Linked DNA regions of Oryzias latipes: region 2 is linked to region 1. A link is a contact called in public Hi-C data. All regions are on one chromosome and are shown on one strand. Each heading gives the region's core, a stretch centred on a gene start, on an enhancer-like site or on the middle of the called end of the contact. The rest is flanking DNA. Distances are from core to core; before and after follow the strand shown.

Region 1 (4,379 bases), core at 837-3,336:
CAGTGAGCGGGAAGCTGGCAGACTAAAAAAAGAGATGAGTCTGGTAATTACTACGAAATGTCACATCCTCACTGTGCTGCCAAGTAAGAATGTCAAATGACAAAATCTTCCTTAAATGCCATCTGCAGAAGAAAAGCCGACCATGATTATTCCAAAAATCTTTAAGCTTTAAATTTGAAAGTGATATTTTTAACATTCTGTTCTTTTTCTGGTTTTCAAACCAGTTGGACACTCTTATTGATATTAAATATGTGCTTTTATATAGAAACTTTAAAAAAAGGTTGTTTTTATTTTGAAGGATAATCTAAAAATGGGTGGAAAAACTAAATAGCCCATCCTGAATGAAGCGAGCAGAATTGCTCTCCTAGAACTCTGGCATGGAGAAGCCAAGAATGAAAGATAGTCTAGAAAAAGTTCATGAATAAACCAAAACAGGTTTGACATCAACTTGGCATTCTCTATAAGTAAAGTAGCACAATAAGGATCTGGGCTACAATAAATGTCAGGTTTTTGTCATAATACAAATCCAACTCTGGAGGCGCAGCGTTAACTTGTCAGTGTGAAGGGGACTGTCACGTATCCTGAGGGGCATTAGTGCTTTCTATTTCTGGGGGGTTTCTTAACCAGCAGGCTCCGTAAAAGTTGTTGTTTGGTTCTAAAGCTTCTGGTTTCAAACTGTTTTTTTTTAAAAAACTGCAAATTGACTCATTTTGCTTGTGGTAAGTTTTCGTTTTACTTTTTTTTTTCCGAATTCTAAACAAATCCTTAGCAAAAAAGTAGTCTAATTAGATGTAGGGTATTAGAAGTATACATAAACAGTGAGGCAGTGTACTCGAACGTTATTTTTTATGTACTATCTATTTGTTGTAAACTAAATATTCAGTTAGTATACTTCCAACACTTCATGTACATCAGTGCTTCTCAATTATTTTTTGCCCCCCTAGGAAAAATAAAATGTTTCGCGAACGGAAAACATCCTGATACGCTGAAGAAGATGATCGTGGAGAATAGTTACCATTCAGCTCAATATATGATGGATGAAACGGAGCTATTCTGGAAGAAGTGACGCTTAAAATACACTGTAGAACCTCTCGCTTTTAACTGATGAAGGAGGAAGCACGGGCTCCTGCTTTTCAGGCACAGAGTGACACTCCCAATGTCACTCTGTGTGTGTAAAGTACGATACAGTACGGTCAATTTGTTTGAAAGAAAAAACTTTATGTTGAGCAAAATTCCAGTGATCTTTATAAAAATGTCATATATGTAATATTTTTGGAAATATGCCAGAAGACTAACTTTTTTTTTTAAATTAAGATGTTCTTAAAACCCTTTGATGAAATCTACAAAGTAAAATAGAAATGAAATTGTTTTTTTTAAAGAGATAAAAATAGAAACAATTATTATATTTTTGATGATTTGGTATGTTTTTGGTGACAATGTTTGAATGAGTAGCACAAATACTGACAATCATCCAACATATCATAAGTGATTCTATTTGTATGTCATTAAAACAAAAAGATTTTGCAATTTTATCTTGTAGATTTCATCAGGAAAAAAATTACCTTATTTACACACTGTCTCGAAATTTGAGTATAGTTTTAACGTGGTGTAATTGCATTAAAGAGAAATAATTATCAACAAATTTTGCATTATTTCAATACAGCAAGTGGTCATTTAAAACACTAACAATACATATGGTATTCTCACCATAGAGTTTTGAAAATAAGACAAACTTGTCCGCCAAATGTGTGTCTGTGATTTCCTTGATGCAGACATTTTGACATGAGCAGGAGAAGCCCCTCTGCTGCCCCTAGTGGAATAATCGTGAATTACAGGTTTAAGTTCTATCTAACAGGATTTTAAAGAACATTTGGATCATGCTAATGATACACGGATCTCAAAGATTGTGTGTATAAACTATGATATGAATGGTTACATAGGGTCAAGACTTGGAATCACAGTGTGAGTACACTGCTGCAGTTTTTTCTGGTTTGCATGTTTTGCTTAATCACACACAGATGGGTTCAGTGCAGACACATCTCAAAGTCCAGCCCTGCTTCCTCCCCCTCCTCTCATTGGCTCATGCAGAAGTCGACGGAGGCAGGACTTATCGGTCGGTTGTATTTTAGTTTTAAAGATTTTCTTCTTTTTTTATGCAGATTTTTCAGTTTACTTCACATACCAGCTGTGATGGCTTCAGCAAATGACAGAGCTGTTCTTCAAGCCATATTCAACCCCACCAGCCCCTTTGGTGACATCCCCGGCATCAACCGAGAGGAAGAATTAACTGATGATGGTGAGTTTCTGACTTCATAGGCGTGAACATGTCATGGTAGGATGGATTTTATTTGAATATTTCCTGTTTCTAGGCTAAAATAATCCTCACAGCCAGCCAGACACCTGAGCACTGAGTGATGTTTCAGTGTTTTCTTTTGGCATGGACACCTGTCAGCGGAGTCTGAGCATGTTTTTCCTCCTGTTTATCTGCTCCTACCAGACAGCGGTTTTGACACAGAGTTGCTGAAGCAAGTGAAAGAGCTGGAGATGCGGGGCGTCTCGGCAGCAGAGGCTGGGGATTTGCAGGGTGCACTTCAGCTGTTCAGCCAGGCAATCCAGATCCTGCCTGAGCGAGCTTCTGCCTACAACAACCGAGCGCAGGCCCTGCGGCTGCAGGGGGACACCACAGGTACATGCAACAAAGCCATTATAACCCTTTCTAGAGCTTTGTGCCAGCGTGTCGGGCTGCCAAGTCTGAGGACAGCACAGGAGCCCAGTCAATGTGAAGCACATTTCACCAGTTTTACCCCAATTTAAATGATCATGAACTTTGTGTTAACTTTTACTTAAAAAGACTTTTACATTTAGCACTGATTTGAAATAATTATCTTTTTGAAATAAGTTTTTAGCATTCTCTTCAGCTAATTTAGTACAAAACATTACCTCCTCTGATTTAGTTAAAAGAATAAAAGCCTTTTATTTAACTAATCATCCACATTTTACTTGTTTCATTAAATGTACATACATTACCATTTAAAATCATTACAATTGTTCATATAAACATGCTTGAAATGCTTTCCGACTTCAGAATTGTTAGCACATAGTAATACAGTAAAATATTTATGAAGAAAATGTATTTTGTTTATTGTACATTTTCATTATCCCCCTTGTATCTCAAGGCCGTGTCACACAGAGAAGCCGTACAATTTGTGCATTGTCCACGGATGAAAACTCTTCATACATGAATATATGTGGAAAAAAGTGAAAAGTTGTGGTTCTTTACTTGAAATTTCGACAGTTGTATCACAAAAATACCATATTTAACCCCAAAAAGAAGGATGAATAAGCCACTTTTGCTTGAATTTTGTTTATTTTGACATTCAGACCCCTGAGCCAAAATCACATTACATCAGCTCCATGGTCAGCGCCTTAGTTTTAATTACACAGTTGGATTCCCCTGATCTGCACCACATCTAAGTTAAGGCCGTGTCACACTGCTGCTACGTACAATCTGCACATTTTCGACTTAAAAACGTTGGCCCTTGGTGACAACCTCGTCTCTGGCTCGTCTCTGCTTCTGCTCCTACACTTGGCCTCTGGCTCGTCTTGCGCCCCCAGCCGTCCCCTAACTCCATCTGGATGAAGCCCATCTGCTGGAATATTCAAACATTAAGTTATAGAGTTAGATGAGCTAATTCTGGTACATTGCCTGTCTGTCCTGGGGAGGATCCCTCGTTCATGTGGACACCCCTGAGGTTTCTCCTTTTTCTTTCTTCCTGGAATCCGTTTTTTTAGGAGTTTTTCCTTACCGAGAAGGACGATCTACGGGCAGGAATGCCAGTTTAGTTTAATCTGTTTAGTTTAGCCATTACCTATCTCCACAGACGTCTGCCCACATCGACAAATGACGAACCCAAGAAACACTGGTGAATTACTCACATCACAAATGTATCACAACAGACTGAAATTTTCTACGTGGACAATTTAATGATTGCACATAGCAGCTGTGTGACACGGCCTTCGTAGCTATTATATGTGAAGCTTTTCCTGATGATTTAAAACATCAAAGTTGTGTCAGAAAGAATGCCTTCTTATCGGTGAGCATGCTATCTTTTAGAGGATAATTCAGCTTTTCCTTTCGTTTGTGATGTGTTTTAAAACCACTGTCGGCTGAAAGGATGAGATATGGAAACAAAGAGAAAGAAAAGTCTTCTAATGATACAGCTGTTTCTGCATGCTTGCTTCTGAAAGATTAATGATAAAAATGAAAATGTCATCCTTTTTAGATTAGATAAAACCACCGTTGCGTTAATACAATAGTGATTGAACATATTTTTCTTCAAAGACATGGCAAATCACAGAGCTTGTGGAGAATGCAAGAA
Region 2 (4,100 bases), core at 893-3,392, 450 kb after region 1:
GTGCAGGAATTGATTTGACAAGTGGATTGTTGGTTAATGTTTGTCCTGTTAGGTTTTATTGAATTAATGTTCGCACAGCTGTTTTTTAATGTTTGACTGGTACATCCTGATCTGAAAAGAATAACATCTAAATTAGGATGACACCTTCAAGGAAAATGACATATGAAATGTTTTCATTATCATTATTTATAAGGCTGTTATTTTGCTGATTAGCACTGAAAACTTGTTGGAAATACAGGTTACGAATTTCTTACCTCAGACACATAAAACAGAAGCTTTTGTTAATCAATAGTAAAATAAAATTCAGCACAATTTGTCCAGTTTTTTACTTTTTAAAATAAAAGACCAACATCATTGGATTAGGGGAAAACATGGTGATCAGAGGATTTGCTTTCTAGTATTATTATTTGAAATTCTAAGGGGGGAAAAACGAATCATTTTCTTAAAGAGTCCCTAATTTTTCACGTTTTAAAACTGCCTTTAACATTTAAACGAAGAATTTTACAAACAAACATTTGACAGAGAAACAAAGTGAGCCTAAATTTCAGATTTTGAAGCTAAAAAAAAATCATTGAAAAAATATGAAAAGTCCAATTTAGAGGCTGCATGCTTACCTTCCACTGCCCTTTTAAAAAAGACTTTACAGCTGCCGCATGTGAGGACTCCATAGTGGCAACCAGACGCCTCATCTCCACAAATGATGCACAATCTCTGAGGCTGCATGCTGGAAAAAGTGGGAAATTACTCCTAAATTAAAATACAATTATTTAATATAACAGCAAGTCGTTTCTATTATTGATGTCAAACATTTAGGTTCAATGATGTCGTGAAGTTTGGGCTTATGGAAGGTTGTGTTTACCCTGGGAATCCGGAGAAGGGTGATGGGTTCCTCTGGATCAGGCTCTGGTTCTGGAACCCATCGTAGCCGCTGGCTGTGAAGCTCTCCTCGTTCGTTCCTGCAGACTGGCACCAGAACTGCGGCTCAGCCGGGGAGCTGTGCATCTGCCAGCGCGCAGCCTCCGTCTTGAACATCACCTGTTGCGCGTTGGAGTTTGAGTCGAAGCTGACGGCGGGTTTCCCGACCAACGCGCACCTGCTGGAGTCAGTCCTCGCCGGGCTCAGCAGCTGATCCGAGCGGTTCAGGTCGATCAGGAAGTTCGGGGAGCCGTCCAGCCCCGGCCGGACCACCGCCGTGGCGGAACCGAACCCCGCCTGCTCGCTCTCCCCGAGCGCCAGGTTCTGCTTCCTGTCGCCGTCACAGCAGATGTCGAGCGCAGAGATCTCAGGTGATGGATCAAAGCTGGAGCAGGGGGTGTCCATGATCACAGTGGGCTCCTTCTCGTCCTTGATCAGCTTACAGGCCGCGGAGGTCGAGCCTAGTAAAGTTTCGGATCCGCCGCCTGCAGCCGCGCGCTGAACTTTGACAAAATCCTCCCACGGAGCATTTTCACTTTTCAGAAACTCGCTGTTGCGCTCATAGAATTGTTTCGAAGCTTCGAGTATGTTACAGTCTTTAAAAACGGCGCATTCAGCGCCGGAGCTCAGACCGTGGATCAGCGCGCCCGAGTTCCCAAAATTACGCACGGAGGAAAGGCAGCCTGGAGAACGTGACTCAGCGGACAATTTAGCGCTGGACCTGCTGTAGCCGGCCTCGATCAAGCCATTTACTCTGGACTCGGTGGAATCGGCGATGGAGGGGGTGCCGAGGGCGCCCAGCTTTCCGTTCATTTTACTCTCCATCTTCTGACGCGCGCAGCAGCGACTGGAGCGCAGCCGCAGGGTGGAAGGTGTGGAAGAAGTTGCAGCTTCTTGTAATCCTCCCCCAGAGCCCTTAACGGTCTGTGACCTGACTATCTCTCACATTAACCAAAAAATGCAAATGTAGTGAATAAAGCCCCCCAAAACCCAAACTTTTAGTGATCTAAAGTGATTTTAGGTTTCCAACGTTAAACCAAAAACTTTCACAAAGACTATAAATCCTACTTGAGACTGTCATCTTCAGAAGATAAAGGGAGTTTCCTTTCCTTCCACAGATTCCCCAAAATCCTCAAAGAATCCAATCATTCGTGGGATGCCAGAGAGGAAAGTGGTAGCTGTCAAAGCGGAGATGTGGAGCAGACTGACGGTCTTCTCACTCCTCACTGCAGACCCACAGAATAACCTTCCAATGAGGAGAATTTCAATGTCAAGGCCCATTAAACTCCTCCCTGCAGTTCATGAAGAAGTGCAGCAAGGGGGAAAGATATCAGGGCATATTTTAAAGTGCTGAATAAAGCGTGCCAGTACATAAAAGAATGGGACTTAGAAGTAAAATAAAATAAAAAAGAACATCTACAAATCAAATTTTTACCAATTTAACAAAGTGGAATTTAAAAGAAATATTTGTTAAAAGATGTGAATAGAAATGAGTTTATTATAAATTCTAGCTACTTTATGCTCTAAATTTCTCATATTTTGTTCCTTCATCCACTTTGGTGATAAATAAGCTGTTCTGGCGTTTGCAGTATAAGTTTGAACAAGAAATGAGAGCAACATGTGGGATTTTACAACAGAGTGCAGACAGAAAAGGTGTTTGTGATGGCCATCAGCTCTTCAAACCGCCTCTGATTCATTCTGATTTTGCTTTTCTGTTATCATGGCTGGATAATAAAACGGGTTTTACCATTCAGGTTAATCAGTCAGGCCCAGGATGCTGCTGATGCGTGTGCTCATGATGCACACAGGGTCCTTGAATCTGTTATCTGGCGTCATGTTCCTCAGGACATCGGAGTTGATTCCCATGAGGTTGCCTACTTCACTGTTGGATAACGATGACACATTCATATCTTTGCGATGTCTTCTTCTAGGATGACCTAGTTTTTCTTACATATCTTTGAGCTGTGGATGTGATAAAGGGGAATTAAAAACACTGGAGATGGTTGGTGTGAAGACCTGAATCCTTTGAAGTTTGACTTGGAGCGTCAATCCCCTGAACGCCTTTTTTATTTGATGTCACACATGTAATATATTTGTCTAACATAGTAGCATAGTTGTCTAAACAGGCTTCACACTAATAATTCTACAAAAGCATTGTGTGTTTTTTTTTCTTTCTAATGATGTGTATTAAGAAAATTAGGCTCAAAATTGCATTTCTGAGTATTTCTTTATCCAAATCAATGGGAATCTGGAGCAGACGATTGTATTTGTGGGATAGAAAATAAGCTGTGTGGGCCACAAGCTCCCTGCTCCACATCATTCCGATAAACTGACTAGATGCATGTACCTGTATTGAGTTTTCCGCACTACAAAGAGCATTTAAAAGCTCTATGTGTTTATTTAATAATTGATTGATTTTGAACGCCTTCTATATGGATTCAATCTGGTTGTGTTCACTGATGTTGAAGTGATGGCGAGTGGTACATGGTGCTCTGTCAAAATGTTTGGGTGGGTGTTATTGTAAATATGCCAACGTGGCTAACGCGTAGCTCTGTCAGACTGTGTTTTTTCTGTGTTACTATCAAGGTTTGGAGTTACTGTTATTGTACATACGCTGATGCGGCTAACGCTTCTAGCACAGCTAACTTGTGGTGTGTCACGAACAGGTTCTAGAGTTAACTGTTCTTAGTTGATGACAAACTTTATCTCTGACTCTTTTCTCTCGCTTAATGCGCCTTACAGTTCGATGTGCCTTATATATTGTAGCGACCTGGGGGTTAGCCCCGCCTTCAGCTCCTAAGCCTCATGGGAAGTGGGGAGTCTTGGTGTGAAAACCTTGAGTGAGAGGGCTGGAAGCAGAAGTCAGCTCCATGGTGTTTGTGCTGTTTGTGTGTGATTGAATAAACAGGCTTGATGCTGAAAAGGAATCTTTGGTTTTCTTGCTGTTTGTTTCTCCTTGAGACTGTTTGGGGTCGTGCGGTGTATGGGGCACAGATAGCTCTCCAATGAAGCCTCTTTGTTAGCAGCTTGGCTTTCGCTTCCCCACTAAAGTGACGTTTTAGCTGGATTGTTTCAATATGACACAAGTTTGAAAATAGACCATGAATAGGCCACTAGGAACACCTTGAAAATAGATCAAAATAAGATTGAAGTGGGGCTTTAAGCCTTCATGGTTAAAAAAAATG

The links. A called contact is a pair of places that touch in the nucleus more often than the background predicts.
Region 2: a Hi-C map of embryo shows a contact between it and region 1, with 3 times the contacts expected there. The contact joins the promoter of pgr here to the promoter of ttc36 in region 1. A contact is called at or near these places in 3 of 5 Hi-C or Micro-C datasets (embryo and fibroblasts).

What each region holds. Positions count from the first base shown.
Region 1 is chr13:6,008,612-6,012,990 of ASM223467v1, forward strand. ttc36 (tetratricopeptide repeat protein 36) reads left to right here and starts at 2,087. Exons shown (of 3, transcript XM_004075274.4): 1 at 2,087-2,296; 2 at 2,498-2,686. The coding sequence starts at 2,191.
Region 2 is chr13:6,458,879-6,462,978 of ASM223467v1, forward strand. pgr (progesterone receptor) reads right to left here and starts at 2,143. Exons shown (of 7, transcript NM_001172044.2): 1 at 860-2,143; 2 at 615-724. The coding sequence starts at 1,740.